Linked DNA regions of Mus musculus: regions 1 and 3 are each linked to region 2. The links are chromatin contacts, called in public promoter capture Hi-C maps. All regions are on one chromosome and are shown on one strand. The core of a region is the stretch at or near the end of the contact, and the rest is flanking DNA. Distances in the headings are between cores, read along the strand shown.

The links. Promoter capture Hi-C pulls out the DNA fragments that hold promoters and counts their contacts. Capture Hi-C pulls out chosen DNA fragments and counts their contacts.
Region 1: a contact with region 2 is called in a promoter capture Hi-C map of hematopoietic stem and progenitor cells. The contact joins the promoter of Mcmdc2 here to the promoter of Vcpip1 in region 2. A contact is called at or near these places in 11 of 39 promoter capture datasets (the C10 cell line, cranial neural crest, embryonic stem cells and 7 more), 1 of 484 Hi-C or Micro-C datasets (bone marrow-derived macrophages), 4 of 115 datasets of contacts at active chromatin or transcription factors (bone marrow-derived macrophages, embryonic stem cells, microglia and 1 more) and 3 of 9 other capture datasets (adipose tissue, liver and pancreatic islet).
Region 3: a contact with region 2 is called in a promoter capture Hi-C map of adipose tissue. The contact joins the promoter of Vxn here to the promoter of Vcpip1 in region 2. A contact is called at or near these places in 1 of 39 promoter capture datasets (the C10 cell line), 1 of 115 datasets of contacts at active chromatin or transcription factors (the 230-238 cell line) and 2 of 9 other capture datasets (adipose tissue and liver).

Annotation. Positions count from the first base shown.
Region 1 is chr1:9,907,246-9,909,945 of GRCm38.p6, forward strand. Mcmdc2 (minichromosome maintenance domain containing 2) reads left to right here and starts at 1,393. Exons shown (of 15, transcript NM_177722.3): 1 at 1,393-1,445.
Region 2 is chr1:9,747,120-9,749,819 of GRCm38.p6, forward strand. Vcpip1 (valosin containing protein (p97)/p47 complex interacting protein 1) reads right to left here and starts at 1,263. Exons shown (of 3, transcript NM_173443.3): 1 at 1-1,263. The coding sequence starts at 1,037. 1700034P13Rik (RIKEN cDNA 1700034P13 gene) reads left to right here and starts at 529. Exons shown (of 4, transcript NR_040462.1): 1 at 529-1,485.
Region 3 is chr1:9,599,881-9,602,580 of GRCm38.p6, forward strand. It overlaps Vxn (vexin), which reads left to right and starts at 1,387. Exons shown (of 6, transcript NM_178399.4): 1 at 1,387-1,770. The coding sequence starts at 1,704. All of the region lies in intron 3 of 2610203C22Rik (RIKEN cDNA 2610203C22 gene), which reads right to left.

The DNA.
Region 1 (2,700 bases), core at 143-2,642, 160 kb after region 2:
AAACGTGCTGGTACATGTGGCTACAGCTGTGGGGCAATATGTTACATAGTATTTCTTAACTGAAACCTTTACCCCTGAAGAGGAAGAAGGCCTACTTTGCCAAGTAGTACACTTGAGCTAGTCCAAATTTTAGTGCTTTTGTTGTTTGGTAAAGCTTCTATGATCTTTAATTCTTATACTATAGAATTCATCCATTTTAAAATGCCTGATATAGTGAAATGTACCTATAAGTACCTAAATATACTTGAAAGCTGAGGCAAAATTGTGAATTGAAGACTTGCCTATGCTATGAACTGAGTTCACAGCCAGCCTGGACTACAAGGTATATGTAAGGCTATCCTGGGTTATAGTAGAAAGACCCTGTCTCAAAATCAACAAATGACAGACTTTCTTCAGAATTTATTCAACTTTAGGATATCTCCATTACCTCACAAACAACCGATAGGGCCTGGAGGTTCAGTGTCAGTTCCCAGCACCAAGAAAAGAATCCATGGAATGGAATACTACAAATGAAGACCATTCTAACATCCTACAACATGGATGAGCCTTAAGGACATTTTATGAAGTAGAATAAAAGGCACAAGACAATAAATGCTGTATTTGTTCCATTTATGAGTTCTGGAGTAGCTAATTTTAAAGACAGAATGGTTATTGCCAGGAACTTAGGGAATCACTAAATGGTACAAAGTTAGGGGAAGATAATTATGTACTGGAAACAGTGTTACAGTTCTATGACATTCAGCTTCCACTCAAGAATGGCTAAAATGGTACATTTTGTTATGTGTATTTTACTACATTTTAGGGGGGAAGTCCCCTACTCATTATCAATCACTTTTCACTGCTTTACCAAGCCCTAGGTAATCATAAATTTGTATTCATGTTTGCCTATCCTATTTCATACATGAATGGCAACATACAACATATGACTTTGTGCCTTTCCTCTTGCACAGTGCACTCAAAAGCCATAGTATTGTGCTATCCCTTAATTCTCTTTTTAATTCAAGGGAATATAGTGTTGTTTTGTGTTGCTATACCACAGCTGTTTGACGCTAGTTGGAAGTCAAGACATTCACTTCGGGGCAATTTTGAGTAATAGTATGAATTTACATATACAAGATTTTCTGTGGATGCATATTTTCAATTCTCTTGGAATTAGCCGTTTGAGAGGCTACCACAGTTTCCGAAGTTTACGACGCTATTTCGCATTTCCACCAGCAGAAATTGAAATTTTTTTCATACAGATATTGTCTTGGATTAGATAACAGCAAAAGCAAAAGAATCTCCATCTCTTTGCCTTGCGGGAGCAAACAGCACTATATAGGTGAGACTGGTTGCCCTGGTGACAGAAGGGCTGCGGTCCCGGCAGACCCCGCGCGCGCCCGACAGTTGGGAGAGTGCGCGTGCGCAGGAGGCCCTCTGTAGCCCACGCGGGTCCTGCAGTGCAGGTGAGTCTTATTCCAGAGGTGGCAACATAGCCAGGTCGAAGGCACTGGAGTCTCCTGAGGAGCTGCAGGGCCGGCGAGCCAAGCGGGTTCTCTCTAGTGGCTGAGTCCTGAGGTGTTTGGGCCTTGGTCTCCGCATCTCCTCAGGGTTCCCTCAGCGCTGACAGAAGGGAAAACTTGGATTATTCCGGTGGCCTGTTCTGTGTCCTTTTCTCCTCATAATCCCCTACTTGCAAATGCGTTCATCCCCAAGACTGTCTGTCTGTCAGTCCGTATGTCCGTCCTGGAACTTGCTCTGTAGACCAGGCTGACCTCAAACCCAGAGATGCTCCTGCCTCTCTGCCTGCTGAGTGGCGCGTGCCACTTCTGCCCAGCATGACAATTTTGGGCAGACAGTTGGGCTCTATGCCCATCTTTTGAAGGCCCTGAACTCCAGACTCAACTTCTTGTGTCCTTTCCTGCCTAGCTGACTTTCAAGAGTCTGCGGCACACGCACCTGATAAATGAAAATTCACTTGTTTGGCGGTGCTGTGATGAAGCCCAGCCTTGGACATAACAAACCTTGATTTCTAGACAGGGCTTTGTTATGCAACTCAGACTACCCTAGAGCTCATTATGTAGCCCACGGCTACAAAGACTACCGTTTTGTTTTGTTTTGTTTTGCTTTTCGAGACTTGGTTTCTTTGCAGAGCCCTTCCCATCATGGAGCTCACAGCGATATCCCTGCCTCTGCCTCCTGAGTGCTGGGATCAAGGCTGTGTGCTACCACCTATCTGCTAGAGACTAACTTTGAACTCAGTCTGCCCAACCTACTGAATGTCTGCAACCATGACCTGGCCTCGACTGAATTTTTTCCTCTCTGTGTGGTACAGGTTGGTCATGAAGCCCAGAATTAGAGTCTTTAAAATTCTAGAATTATCTCCTCCATTCCGTTTTGTTTCAAATACCCTGGGCTGGTCCATCCATCTCTTAGAAATACAACACTAGTTGAAAACTGATAATTGGCTGTTTAGTTTCAAAGCATTCTTCACACAGGCAACATGAAGGAGCTAATTTCCAAAATATATTTTTTTTAAAAAAAAAGGACGATTCTGTTTTCAAAAACTTTGTAAACTTCTCTTTCCTTATATAATTATTTTGCACTTCAAAAACTTATTCTAAATTTACACAACCATTTCACTCAATGTCATCCAACTTCAGAAACCTGTTTTTGTTCTTGGTGGTGGTGGTGGTTTGGTTTTGAGACACAGATTCAATG
Region 2 (2,700 bases), core at 13-2,512:
CACGCAATACAGATTGGCTTGTTCAAATGACCATCTCTCCCAGTGCATTTCTCTGCAGGTATGAGGCCAGGTAGAAAGGTGGCTGAATAATCACCAGAGCTTCTCATGCCGCTGAGGGAATCTAAAAGAATTATGGGACGATGTAACACATTGGCAAGGCCGAATATGTGGATATTCCTCAGGCCTAAGGGGACACCTTCAGGTGGCACAAACAGAGGGTCACATTCATTGATAATGTCCTCCCACTCGGCAGCATCAATAAAGTCATGAAACAGGGCTTGATATCGGGCTAGGTGCTGCTGAAAGTGCTGCTTAAGATTCTCCCTCAGAGCATGCCAGAAGAGCTCTCGGCCTACTAGAGCCCTAGACACAGCATGCACTAGGCAGTGTCCATCCCCATCCACATGCACTGGGATGAGGCATTCTTGACTTTTATTAGCCCGTTTGATATCCTCGAGCGTGTCGTGCAAATACAGGAGGCTTCCGGAGCGGTCCTTGCCATAGCCCACTGTGTTGACGTGCTCTGGTTCGATGAGGAAGGCCCGGTCACCAAGTAACGCGCAATCGAACAGTTCGCCTTGGTTCATGTCCCGGAGAAGCTTGGCCCGGCCCGTTTGTTTGTCCATTCCATAGCGTGCCAATATTGGCGACAATAATTTGCAGTGGTAGTTGGAGAGGCCCATCACCTTTACCAGTTCCGTGTTCTTCTTGGGAGCCCCCGTCACTCCGAGTAGCGCGTTCCGCAGCAGATTGTGCAGCACTACGTCCGGGTCGGTCACCTCCTCCACTCCCAGCAGCTGTTGCTGCTCGTGCCGCTGTCCGCACTCGGTACACTCGATGCTGACAGAACCCGAGGCCGGGAAGAAGAGGCGCGCCTGGCACTTGGGATCCGGGCAACTCCCGGAAAGGATTCTTCGGTCCCTTCGTTTCGAAAGGCCCCCCGGAGAAGCCGCCGCCGCCAGAGACGACGAAGTCTGCGGAGCCTCAGGGGGAGGCGGCGGCGGCGGCAGCGGAGGAGGCGGCGGCGGCTGAGACATCGCTCTCGGCTCTCGCTCGGCGTCCCAAGCGACCCTCAAAGGCACATAGCCAGACCTCCGCCGGCCCGACGAGGTCTAGTCCAGGCCCAGGGCGAATGGCTTTCCTTTTCCTACCAGTTCCTCCTCCTCCTAGGCGAAGGCGGAAGCGCCGGACGTTGTTTCTCTTCTCACTTCTCCACTGCCTTAGCCGTTGCCCCGAACGTAACGGCCACCACCCCACCCCGCACTCACACTCACTCACTCTCGCTCTCTCCCTCAGACACAGACATACACGCCCTCACTGAGACTGCGCAGGCGTAGCTTCTGCTCTGCCCTCTGGGAACCAGAGTCTTCCGGCTCCTCTCTCGCGAAGGAGTGCTAGGCGCTTCCGTCCAGAAAGAACTTCAAATACCGTGATGCAAAGCGACTCGACGCACGCGGGGAGGAGGAAGAGGAAGGCACTCGGAAGGTGGGGGCAGAAAGGAAGTCGATGATTCGCGGAGCTTGTCGGTAGTTGTATTTTTAACTGGATCTCTTTTGTAGTTTGTCCCCCATTCTATGGCCCACGAGAAAGAGTCAGAGAAATCACATTCCTAGGCTGCTGTGGGTAGTGTCCCCCTGCACTTTCCCCTTGCGCAGAAAGGAGTGTGCTTGGGGAAAACAAAAGTGCAAAGGATTGGTGTGGAAGAGGGTCTAAAGTCCACCACCACTGCTAGGAAGTCCGGGTTAAAGGTCCTAAGAACATGGAAGGAGTTTTCTATGAGGCTACTTTTTTTTTTAAGTATATTAATTTTTCAAATACGATGTCATTTTTTTAAAATTACCACTTAGCTAGCAAGTGCCGTAACTGAGCTTCTATCTTATTCGTAGTTATAAGCTGGTAGGTTAATGATGAAAGGTCACAGTTTGAGAATTACTGATCGCCAACTTGTAAGAACACTTTTAAAGAAAACATCCTGTTATTATATTTGTCTTTTTGTATGTCTGTCTGTCTGTCTGTTTATTTGTTTATTTGTTTGTTTGTTTGTGTAGAATTCACTAAATAGACGAGGGTGGCCTCAAATCCACAGAGATCCACCTGCCTCTATCTCCTGAGTGATGGGACTAAAGATGTTTGCCACCAACCTGTCTTCTTTTTTAAGTGTTAAGGAAATTGCTTGTCATCAAATGTTTAAAAAATAAGTTTAAAAGAAAGTTAACGTTGTCTGTTAGCAGTTAGAGATCACAATTATTAAGGTTTTTCTATGCATATATAGTATACAGTTTTACTTTTTTAGCCCAGGCAGACCTCAAACTCCCTATAGTAGAGAATTGACCTTGAACTTTCTGTCTTCTGCCTCCACCTCCCAAATGCCAGGGTCAGAGGTACATACCACTACACCTAGGTTATGCAGTGTTAAGGGCTGAACTTGGAGCTTCATGCATGATAGGCAGGCATTCTACTAACTGAGATATAATCCCAGCCTGCATAATATATAGGAGATTTTCACTTCACTCTATTTTTTAGACTATAATATAATTATATGTCCCTTCCCATTCCTCCTTCCTAACCCTCATATATGCCCCTCCTTGCTCTCTTTCAAATTCGTGGTCTCAACTGATGCATTTTTCAAACTGTATGTGTGTGTGTGTGTGTGTGTGTGTGTGTGTGTAGATCTATAACTGTTCTTTGTGTTAAACACAC
Region 3 (2,700 bases), core at 137-2,636, 150 kb before region 2:
TTAGCCATTCACCTCAGATAGAGCAAACATGGCTAGCCAGAGGCACCCCCTATAATAGGTGTAATTCACAGAGAAAGAGATGAAGTGCTGAAAACTACCTAGGGAGCAAACATTTGTCCAGTACAGAAATATCAGTAGACACAACTCCATGTCTAAAATATGATGAACTAGGTTCACCCAAGGTTAAAGAATGGCAAGTCAAGACTAAAGAATTGAACACAAAGAGACTGGAGAGATGTTTCAGTGGTTAAGAACACCAACTGCTCTTCTAGAAGACCATGAATTGATTCCCAGCACCCACATAGCAGGTCACAATCACCTGTAACTCCAGTTCAGGGGATCTGTTGTCCTATGCTGGCAAAACATACACATTAAATAAAATTTTAGAAATTAATAGAACATGGTTGTAAATACTCGTAATCCCTACTTTGGGAAGGCTATGAGTTTGGGGCCAGCCTGGGCTATAGCATCATACACACACACACACACACACACACACACACACACACACAGAGAGAGAGAGAGAGAGTTTGAGGAGCTAGTTTATTAACTTTTCAGTCAATCTAGAGATTAAATCCAATTTTGGTGCAAATTAGCTATTTTAATCATTAAAGAAGCTAAAGTCTTCATACTTCAGTTTCTTGAGAATACCACGGTAAAATAATAATTAGCTAGAGCCATTGGTTAGTTATAGATACTCAATGATATCATATAGCTAGCTCCATGACTTGTAACTAATATTTAATAGGGCAGCTGTCACTGTTAATTTCATTACACTCCATCAGTCTTATGGTGTGAAACTGTGTAGCATAATAAAAAGTAGTGGGATTGGATAAAATGCATATGCTTATATATGTTTATGAAATGTATAGCTACCATGACATTTATTTGTGTATATATTAGGAAAGATTATATGAGGAAAATATAGCATACCCATAGACTATATAACATAAAAAGATAAGGCAATAAATACATTCCAATATAGAAGATAATAAAATATAACTATCCTATAAACGGGTCCCTTGGTGTGTGCACTGCCTGTTGCGTGACTATGCATACCTGTAGGGTTGTACAAAGAAACACTAAACTCTCACCTCCTGAAATGTAAGCCTTGTTGTCAAAGTGGATTGAGAAAAATATGTGGTGAAAAAACAGTCCTTTTATTTAAAATAGAAACTTTGAAGGGAGCGGAGTTAACATATGACAAATGAAGATCCTGTTCCCCTGGAGGAGGAGAAAAAGCCCTTCCTTTCTGGAATGAGACCCGGGCACACTGATAGCAAAACTGACGTTTCGTCTATTCCTCTTCTGTGAAATCCTCCAGCCAAGCTGTGCGCTAACTGAGTAGGCGAATTCACTTCGTCACTTCACAAAAGACTTCCAAATTCACTGCGGCAGACACTGGAAAATAAAATTGTTAAGTACATCCTAGCTGAGAGGGAGAGACGGAAGGCTCCGTGTTCAATCAAAGGTTTGCAATAATAGGAGTCATTTAAGAAAGAAAGAAAGAAAGAAAAAAAAAAAGACAGATGGGATTAGGAAATGTTGCTGCGGTGAGACTGTCATGAGAGGCACAGGCAGCCTGCCTTTTGTGGACCTGCACAATGATCACAGAGCCAGACTGGCTTAGGAGACCCTGGGACTAGGGCTCCAGAGAGAGGCCACGGGCTCCCGGACACCCTGCAGGGCAGGGGGCTGAGACCATGCATCAGATCTACAGCTGCAGTGATGAGAATATTGAAGTTTTCACCACGGTGATTCCTTCCAAGGGTGAGTAATAATCCTAACAACCGCTCTTGGCGTCCCCTATTGTGGCATCTTATGCGGGAGGTGACCCGGTGCTGTCGGACTAAGGTACACTAGTACTTGGTACCCTCGGGTCCCGAGGTCTGCTGGCTTCTTCGTGTCGATGTCATTTGATGTCCCCCTTTTCTGAAGAGGGGCACAAGGATAAACATCAATCATAGGGAAACAATCTATTCAGGCGGGGACGAGGACAGCATAGCCTTCCTGCTTCACTTAATTCGAAACGGACAACCCAGCAGGCTCAAAGGCTGGGACAATAAGTGATTGTTAAAGAGACAACGATGGAAACAAAATTTCCAGGGCAGCCTAATAAGCTTTCTTATTGTCTCCGGTAAAGGAAAAAAAAAGGGCAGGTTCTGAAGAGAGAATCAGCCGTTCCAAAGCCAACTCCATCTGACTTGGGAGGGAAAAGACTCCAGAAAGGCAATCAAACACCCAGAAAGGCAATGAAGCTGACCCCAGGCTGACTTATCCATAGGACCACAAAGGGAACTACCAAAAGGGAATCTTGACGTTATAACCTCTGGGTCCTGGCCATTGGTGCGGATCCCTGGGAAGGGCTTGTGAGTCCAAATTTGAGGAAGGGCCGATGATCCAGTCAGCTTTACCTTGCCATTGTTCTGACCCTGTAGCCCCTTGTCCTGCTGTGGCACAGGCTTACGCCTGGCTTGACTGTGATATTTGGCTAAAATGGTTTGAATGTTTGCTAGTGCTGGGAGCACACATTCAAACTATTCTTTTCTTCCTCTGTCCAATACTGAGGGGGGTTACCAGGGGTGGAGACTCAGCCTGGGCACAGGCAAACAGCTAAACATAAATTGAGCTCTCAACATCTACTACTGAGGGAAAGGGAGGAAAGGGGAAGTTGGGAGTGTGCCCATGTGTAGGAGTTGA